Regions from separate parts of the Sus scrofa genome. Here region 2 is linked to region 1. The links are chromatin contacts, called in public HiChIP or PLAC-seq maps. All regions are on one chromosome and are shown on one strand. The core of a region is the stretch at or near the end of the contact, and the rest is flanking DNA. Distances in the headings are between cores, read along the strand shown. Region 1 overlaps PCMT1 (protein-L-isoaspartate (D-aspartate) O-methyltransferase). Region 2 overlaps LATS1 (serine/threonine-protein kinase LATS1).

The links. HiChIP or PLAC-seq counts read pairs in DNA pulled down with a chosen protein or histone mark.
Region 2: an H3K27ac HiChIP or PLAC-seq map of alveolar macrophages shows a contact between it and region 1. The contact joins two enhancer-like sites. A contact is called at or near these places in 1 of 5 promoter capture datasets (fetal liver), 1 of 47 Hi-C or Micro-C datasets (epiblast stem cells) and 1 of 2 datasets of contacts at active chromatin or transcription factors (alveolar macrophages).

The regions. Positions count from the first base shown.
Region 1 is chr1:16,238,755-16,242,781 of Sscrofa11.1, forward strand. All of the region lies in intron 1 of PCMT1 (protein-L-isoaspartate (D-aspartate) O-methyltransferase), which reads right to left. Among named protein-coding and RNA genes, the nearest start is that of PCMT1, 8.6 kb to the right of the region's middle. Within about 2 kb of position 2,352, at least 9 of the 83 cell types and tissues checked have an H3K27ac peak or open chromatin away from gene starts, as enhancers often do. A contact at or near this core is called in alveolar macrophages, where this site is marked.
Region 2 is chr1:16,310,936-16,314,962 of Sscrofa11.1, forward strand. The region is part of intron 7 of LATS1 (serine/threonine-protein kinase LATS1); the gene reads left to right. Among named protein-coding and RNA genes, the nearest start is that of KATNA1, 18 kb to the right of the region's middle. Within about 2 kb of position 1,851, at least 1 of the 83 cell types and tissues checked has an H3K27ac peak or open chromatin away from gene starts, as enhancers often do. A contact at or near this core is called in alveolar macrophages, where this site is marked.

The sequences.
Region 1 (4,027 bases), core at 1,102-3,601:
TAATGCTACTCTCTGAGGTCACAAAAGATATACTGGATTTTTCTAACCAACCAACACTCTTTGTATATCTGAACGTATTGTGACTACTTCAATCCTTATCTTTTTCAGGTTAAGCAGCCTTACTCAATACTTCCAATTATCATCATATTCACTTATTCATTCTTCTCTAGATGGATACTTGAGCGTGACACTTAAAATTAAACATACTGCCATAGACACAATCTAAAAATCAAGCAAATTAAAGATTACTTACTTCCCTTTAGCTAGATAATATATATCTACAAAACTGTTATGTGAGTTTCTTTGGTTGTTTTCATACATCGTTTGAAACTATTTTTTCCCATTCCATAGGCTGCCTTTTCTTTATGGTTTCCTTTTTTGTGCAAAAGCTCGTAAGTTTGATTAGGTCCCATTGGTTTATTTTTGTTTTTATTTCTATTGCTTTGGGAGACTGACTAGTATTACTAAGAAAACATCTGTATGGTTGATGTCAGAGAATGTTTTGCCTATATTCTCTCCTAGGAGTTTTATGATGTCTTGCCTTGTGTTTAAGTCTCTAAGCCATTCTGAGTTTATTTTTGTGCATGGTGTGAGGGTATGTTCCAGTTTTACTGATTTATATGCAGCTGTCCAGTTTTCCAAGCACCACTTGCTGAAGAGACTATCTTTTTCCCATTTTATAGTTTTGCCTCCTTTGTCAAAGATTGATCATAGGTGTCTGGGTTTATTCCTGGGTTCTCTATTCTGTTCCATTGGTCTGTATGTCTGTTTTTGTAACAGGACCACACCTCTTTCATTACTGCACACTTGTAATATTGCCTGAAGTCTGGGAGAGTTATGCTCCTGCCTGGTTTTTGTTCCTCAGGAAGGCACAGAGAATTCACTAAAAAACCCTAAATAGTTTTAAACGCATGTCACCAGTTATTAATTAAAAAGCTGATGGCGTTCCCTGGTGGCACAGCGGGTTAAGGATCAGGTGTTGTCACTGTTGTGGCTCAGTCGCAGCTGTAGCACAGGTTTGGTCCCTGGCTCAGGAACTTCCACAAGCTGCAGGCGTGCCCACCCCCACCTCCACCCCCCAAAAAAGCTGAACACATAAGGCTCAAGATAAAGCTTTAATAGACTATTATTGGGTAGCTTCCAAAATTTTCACCATAAAGTTATTATTTGCTTTTGCCCAGAATTCCAGATGCCTAAAGAAAGCCACATTTACTAAATTACTAAATCATTTCCTCACTTTTGATAATGTGTCATATACAACTGCCAATATCATGAAATATTTCTAGCAAACAGTAAAGTAATTTAACATTTCACTTTTTGTGTACAGTCTAATTATGAGTAAACATACAATTACCATTAGGCTGTCTGGATTAGTGAACAGCTTTAGAACCACCCATACTCAATTTTCCTGTACCCTAAGGACCAAGGACTCTAATTAAATAATTCTAATAATGGCTAATGTTGATCCAAATATGCAACTGATCCAAATAAGAAGTCATTCAAATTCAAAAAGGAGAATGCAATATAATCCAAGCAGAAAACTAAGTAATAAAAGAAGCTATCTCTTTCTCTCCTCAATTTGAGGAGTGCGGAAGGGTGAAGAGGGAGACAAATTCCAGGAGAAAAGGAGAAAAACAAAAGTACTATGCAAGAGTCACATTTAGGTAAACTGTGGCATGACTTTCAAAAAAAAAAAAAAAAAAAAAAAGGAAAAACAGGAATTCTCCTGTGGAACAGCAGGTTAAGGATCCTGCATTGTCACTGCAGCAGCTCTAGTCGTTGTTGTGGTGTGGGGGTCAATCCTTGGCTCAGGAACTTCCATATGCCATGGCCGAGGCCAAAAGAAAAAAAAAAGGAACATGTGATTATTCCTCTCTAATAGTAGAGGGGTCTGTGATATTAGAAACAAAGAGCAGGAAATAAACTCACAGCACACTGCACAGCTCGGCAAAGTGTTGACCCAGTCATTAATGTTGGTAATGATATTATTAATTCTCAACACTTAAAACCAACAAAGTGCATGAACACTGATCATTAAACATAAAAGTTGGAAAAAAAAATCAAAGTGGAGATGACTTATTCACTGATTTGAACAAAATGAAACGTTATCAACTTTGACAATGTAAAAGAGTCACTATTGATTTGAAAAATGAATATCCTTTCTTAAAAAGGTTAAGGGACATTGTCAGTTTATAAATCATAGAACAAGAAATTGAGGTTAAAGTACATATTGACTCAAAGTTACAAAGGTAACCACAAAAGAGGAAGCAAAAATTATGATATAACTATATGCAGGGAGGGAGGTAAGTTTATAGGGTGTAACTCATCCATCTTGGCAGAAGGTCAGCAGATGATGTTGCAAGTTGATAAAGAAACAGCAGTTTAAGCATATGATTAAGAGACATGAGATATCACCAGAAGACCCAAATACGTAGTTTAGAGCGGTTTGCTCTGGCAGGGGAAGTCATTGCTCTTTTCCATTATAAGCCCTTCTGCACTCTTTTATCTTTTAACCACCCACATATATTACTTGACTAAAAACTAATCTTAACTCTCCTAACCTTGTTTTCACAGATAGATACTATTTATATAGATGTATATACAATGTGTGTGTGCTCCACTGAGCAAGATGTAGGATGCAACAGGGCTGCCTTTTCTTTCACAGTGGTTGAACTGGGTGCATTATTTAGCCTCTATGTAGTTATGCGTAGACTTACAATTAAGTTCTTGTCGATGAGAACATAGGCAGAAATTATATATGCAGCTTCCAATTTATGCCCTTAAAAGGAAGGTGAGGAGTTCTCTTGTGCCACAGTGGGTTAAGGATCCAGCAAGTGTCACTCAGCTGTTTGGGTCACCGCTGTGGCAGGGGTTTGATCCCCGGCCCAGGAGCTTCTTCCCCTTTCCCCATTTTTCTCCCCACCAGCTGGAATATGGAAATGATGGAGGTAAACTATCTTCAACTTTGCAGTTGAGGGAAAGACTTTAGGGAGCACAACAGGACTGGAGTGCCAGTTCTCAAAACCATCGAACCACAATATTAGCTTGGAACTGCTTATCCCTGGATTGTTATAGGAGACGGAAACTTTGATTTTAAGCCATTGTTATTTTGGCTCTTTTAAGAGCAGACAAATAAATACCCTAAAACACAAGGTATACGAAGAATAAAATGAGATCAGTTTGAAGAACAGGACTGGAGTTGGAGCAGGGGAACAGACCTGAAAGCTACGCAAGAGGTGTTTATACCCTACATAGTAAACAATCGAAGTCTGGGCAGAAAAGTGACATACCAGAAAGCAGCACAGGAGGACAATCAGTATAACATGTAGAATGAATCTGAGGGGAGAGAAATTGAAAGTGGGGTGACGACCAGATGCTTGGAGGCACATTGCTCCAGGTAAGATCTAAGACCCTAGGCTAGGATAGATATCAATGAAACTACAGTGAAAGGGATGACCACAAAAGGCATTTGTAATAACTATTGAGTTAGGAGTTCCTGTCGTGGTGCAGTGGTTAATGAATCTGACTAGGAACCATGAGGCTGCAGGTTCGATCCCTGACCTTGCTCAGTGGCTTAAGGATCTGGCATTGCCAGGAGCTGTGGTGTAGGTTGCAGACGCGGCTCAGAACCTGCATTGCTGTGACTCTGGCATTGGCCACGGCTATAGCTCGGATTAGATCCCTAGTCTGGGAACCTCCATATGCTGCGGGAGCGGCCCTACAAATGGCAAAAAGACCGAAAAAAAAAAAAAAAAAAAAAAAAAACCCAATACTGAGTTAATCTGGTAACAGTATTAAAGAATCAATAGGAGTTCCTGTCATGGTGCAGTGGTTAACAAATCCGACTAGGAACCATGAGGTTGTGGATTCAATCCTTGGCCTTGCTCAGTGGGTTAACGATCTGGCATTGCTATGAGCTGTGGTGTAGGTTACAGACTCGGCTCGGATCCTGCGTTGCTGTGGCTCTGGTGTAGGCTGGCAGCTACAGCTCCAATTAGACCCCTAGCCTGGGAACCTCCACATGCCA
Region 2 (4,027 bases), core at 601-3,100, 72 kb after region 1:
GGCCAAAAACAAAAACCAAAAAGAAACCAAAAGCCAAACAAAGATTAACTCAAAGTGGGTCATAGCTCTAAAGATAAAACATAGAGCTTTACTTTAGAAGAAAATGTAGGAGGAAATCTGTGGCTTGGGGTTAGGTGAAAGTTCTTAGAAATGACATCAAAATCATGACCCATTAAAGAAAAAGTTGAGAAATTGGACCACATCAAAATTAAAACCTTTCAGAGATCCCCTGGTAGTCAGCAGGTAGGATCCAGCATTGTGAGGACTGTGGCTTGGGTCACTGCTGTGGTGGGAGTTTGATCCCTAGCTTAGGAACCTTCCCATGCCACGAGTGCAGAGGGGTGAGGGGGGTTTAAAACTTTTCAGCCAACCAATGACACAGTCAAGACAATGAAAAGACAAGCCAGGATTTTGGAGAAAATATTTGTAGATCACATATTTAGAATATAACTCTCAAAACTCAAAGAAACAGACTAAGCCAAATAACCTGATAGATATTTTCTTCTATGTCTGGATCCAAAAAGAAAAGCATGTCTGTCTCTTTAAATATTTGAGAGGGTCAAAAGAAAGACAGGCCTCTGGGCTGGTTCCTCAGCCAGTCCCCAAGACCAACCAAAATGCACAACTTCAAATTTTTGGAAGGCAAGGTCCTTACTACCCACCTTGGCACCATACAGCCATTCCAAGAAAACGGGCTGCCCCTCCATGAGTACAGTGGAGCCGAGGAGTGGTGAATGGTAGTTGGTTTGTGCACACTGCTCTCTTACCAAATTTTAGCAGCCTTCCTCTTCATGAAGAACTCTCTTTGTTGCTCTAAGTGTCTGATCAGGTTCCAGAGTTCCAAAACAGTTGATTACGATAATAGTTTGTTTTTTTTCCCAGTTTAATGGGTTTTTTGTGGAAGCACTGACCAGTGAGGCTTCCGATTCGCCAGTTTTTGTGAGATCTCCCTCTACTGTTTTGTTTGTTTTTACAACCTCACCTGTGGCATATAGAAATTCTTGGGTTGAATCAGAGCTGCAGCTGAGGCCTGCACCATAGCTTATGGCAACACCAGATCCTTAACTGAGGCAGGGATCCAACCCACATCCTCACAGAGACAGTGTTGGGTCCTTAACCCCCTGAGCCACAAGAGGAACTCCCCTGCTGCTGTGTTTTTGACCGTTATCTCTGTGTATAGTTTTGTTAGACATTGTTTTAGTGATTTCAGAACACGTGCTAAGTTTTCCTTGTCTCCTTTGAATTGATACCTTACTACTAAAAGTTCAGTGTAGAACCTTACTACCATGTAGGTCCCTTTATTCTCTACCCTTTCTGTTTTAGTTATCTTATACATTACATCTATATACATTTAAAACCCCATTCGACCTCATCCAAGAGTTTTTTTTTTTGTTCTGTTTTGGGTTTTTTGTCTTTTCTAGGGCCACACCCGTGGAATATGGAGGTTCCCCGGCTAGGGGTCTAATTGGAGCTAAGGCGGCCAGCCCACACCACAGCCATAGCAACTCGGGATCAGAGCTGCATCTGTGACCTACACCACAGCTCACAGCAACGCCAGATCCAAGAGGTTATTTTATCAGCTTGTTTTAAAGAACTCGAGATGAGAAAAAGTCATTTATATTTACCCAGGTATTTAGCATTTTCCTTGCTTTTCTTGCATTCCTGATGTTTTAAGATTCCTTCTATATCATATCTCTTCTATCTTTGGCAAATATTTTAGAACAGGTTTGTTTGTTTTTAGGGCTGCACCCATGGCATATGGAAGTTCTCAGGCTAGGGGTTAAATCGGACCTATAGCAGCCGGCCTAATTCACAGCCAGAGTAACACAGGATCCAAGCCGCATCTGCAATCTACACTTCAGCCTTCAGCAACATCAGTTCCTTTTTTTTTTTTTTTTTTTCCCTTTTAGGGCCACACCCTTGGCATATGGAGGTTCCCAGGCTAGAGGTCAAATCAGAGCTACAGCTGCCGGCCTACACCGCAGTCACAGCAACTCAGGATCTGAGCTGAGTCTGTGACCTAAACCACAGCTCATGGCAACACCAGATCCTTAACCCACTGAGTGAGGCCAAGGATTGAACCTGTATCCTCATGTATCCTAGTCAGGTTTGTTAACCACTGAGCCACGACGGGAACTCCCTAGAACAGGTTTGGGATTCAGTTCTTGCAGCACTTTAAGAAGTTATCCTATTCCTCCTGGCCTATGAGAAATCTACAGTCATTCAGGTGTTCCCTTATGGTGCAGTGGGTTAAGAATCCTGCATTGTCACTGCAGTGACTCTGGTCACTGCTGTGGAGCAGGTTTGATCCCTGGCGCAGGAACTTCGACATGCCGTGGGCGCAGTCAAACAAAAATAGAGAAAAATCTACAGTCACTCAAATCATTGTTCCTGCAAGTAATGCATCGTTTTTCACTGGCCACTTACAAGATTTTCTTTAGCTTTCAGTGTTGTAATTATGATTTGTCTAGGCATGGATTTCTTAGGGCTTATCATGTTTGGTTTCTCTGAGGATCCTAAATTTACAGGTTTGTCTTTCATCAGATTTGGGGAATTTTCAGCCATTATTTCTTCATATATTTTTTCTGCACCACATACTTTTTCCTTTTGTAGCTGTAATAACACCAATCTTAGACCTTCTGGTATAGTCCCACAGGTTCCCAAGGTTCTCATATTTTCCAAACTTTTTCCTCTCTGTTGCTCAGATTGCATAGTTTCTATTGACTTTTCTTTAAATTCACTGTTTTCCTCTGACATTTCCATTCTGCTATTGAGCCCATCCACTGAGCTTTTATTTTGGTTGTAGTATTCTTTAGTTCTAAATTTCCACTTGGAACCTCTTCATATCTTCAGTTTCTTTTCTCAGACTTTCTTTCATTTCAAGAGTATTCATATATATATATATATATATATTTTTTTTCTTCTCTTTTCAGCTGCCCCTGCAGCATATGTAAGTTCCTGGGCCAGGGATCAAATCTGAGCCAGAACTACAGCCTACACTGGGCCAAGGATCAAACTGGCACCTCCACAGAGACAAGTCAGATCATTGACCCATTGCACCACAGCAGGAACTCCTAGAGCATTTTTTTAATGGCTACTTTAAAGTCTTTGTCAGATAATTCTAACATCAGTGTCTTGTCAACACTGACATTATTAGTTTTGTTTTCCTATGTGGATTGAAGTTTTTTTTTTGCTTTTTAGGGTCACACCCTGCAGCATATGGAAGTTCCCAGGCTAGGGGTCAAATCGGAGCTGCAGCTGCCGCCCTGTACCACATCCACAGCAATACAGGATCTGAGCCACATCTGTGACCAATACCAAAACTCATGGCAACTCTGGATCCTTAATCCACTAAGCAGGGCCAGGGATCAAACCTACATCCTCATGGATACTAGTCAGGCTCGTTACTGCCAAGCCACCCCAGGAACTTCCTTGGATTGAAATTGTCATGGTGCTTTGTACGCCTAGTAATTGTGGGTTATATCCTGGACATTTTGAATATTAATGAGATGCTGGTTCTTATTTAAATCTTATGGGCAGTGTTGATATTGTTTTGGCGAGCAATAAACCTGGTTGGATATAGACTACAAGTTCCAATGAGCCTTTATTGGCTTGTGATTTCATTGTAAGTTTTGTTATCAAAGCCTTTGCATGACTGGACAGCTCTCTCCCTGATCTGTAGTCTTTTCCTTAGTTCAGTTCTCAGAGTCTTTGATATGCTCTTTGGGGTTAGATCCACACAGAATTTGAAGGTGAGCCCAGCAGTTTGTAAATAACTTTACGGGGTTGATTTCCCAACCTCCTCTTTCTCTGCTATGTCCTAGGTTCTTTGCAGTTCCTTCTGGCTTACTTTTTCAGTCCTTTGACCAGAAAAATAATGCTTTATTTATCCTCTTCTGCCATACATGTCTCATGTCTGTGCCTATATCCAGACAGAGTAGTGAGTGGACAGAAAGAGTGAAAAAAAAAAAAAGTAACAGGGATTCGATCCATCTTCTTGGGACCATTTTCTGTGTGATTTGATTTT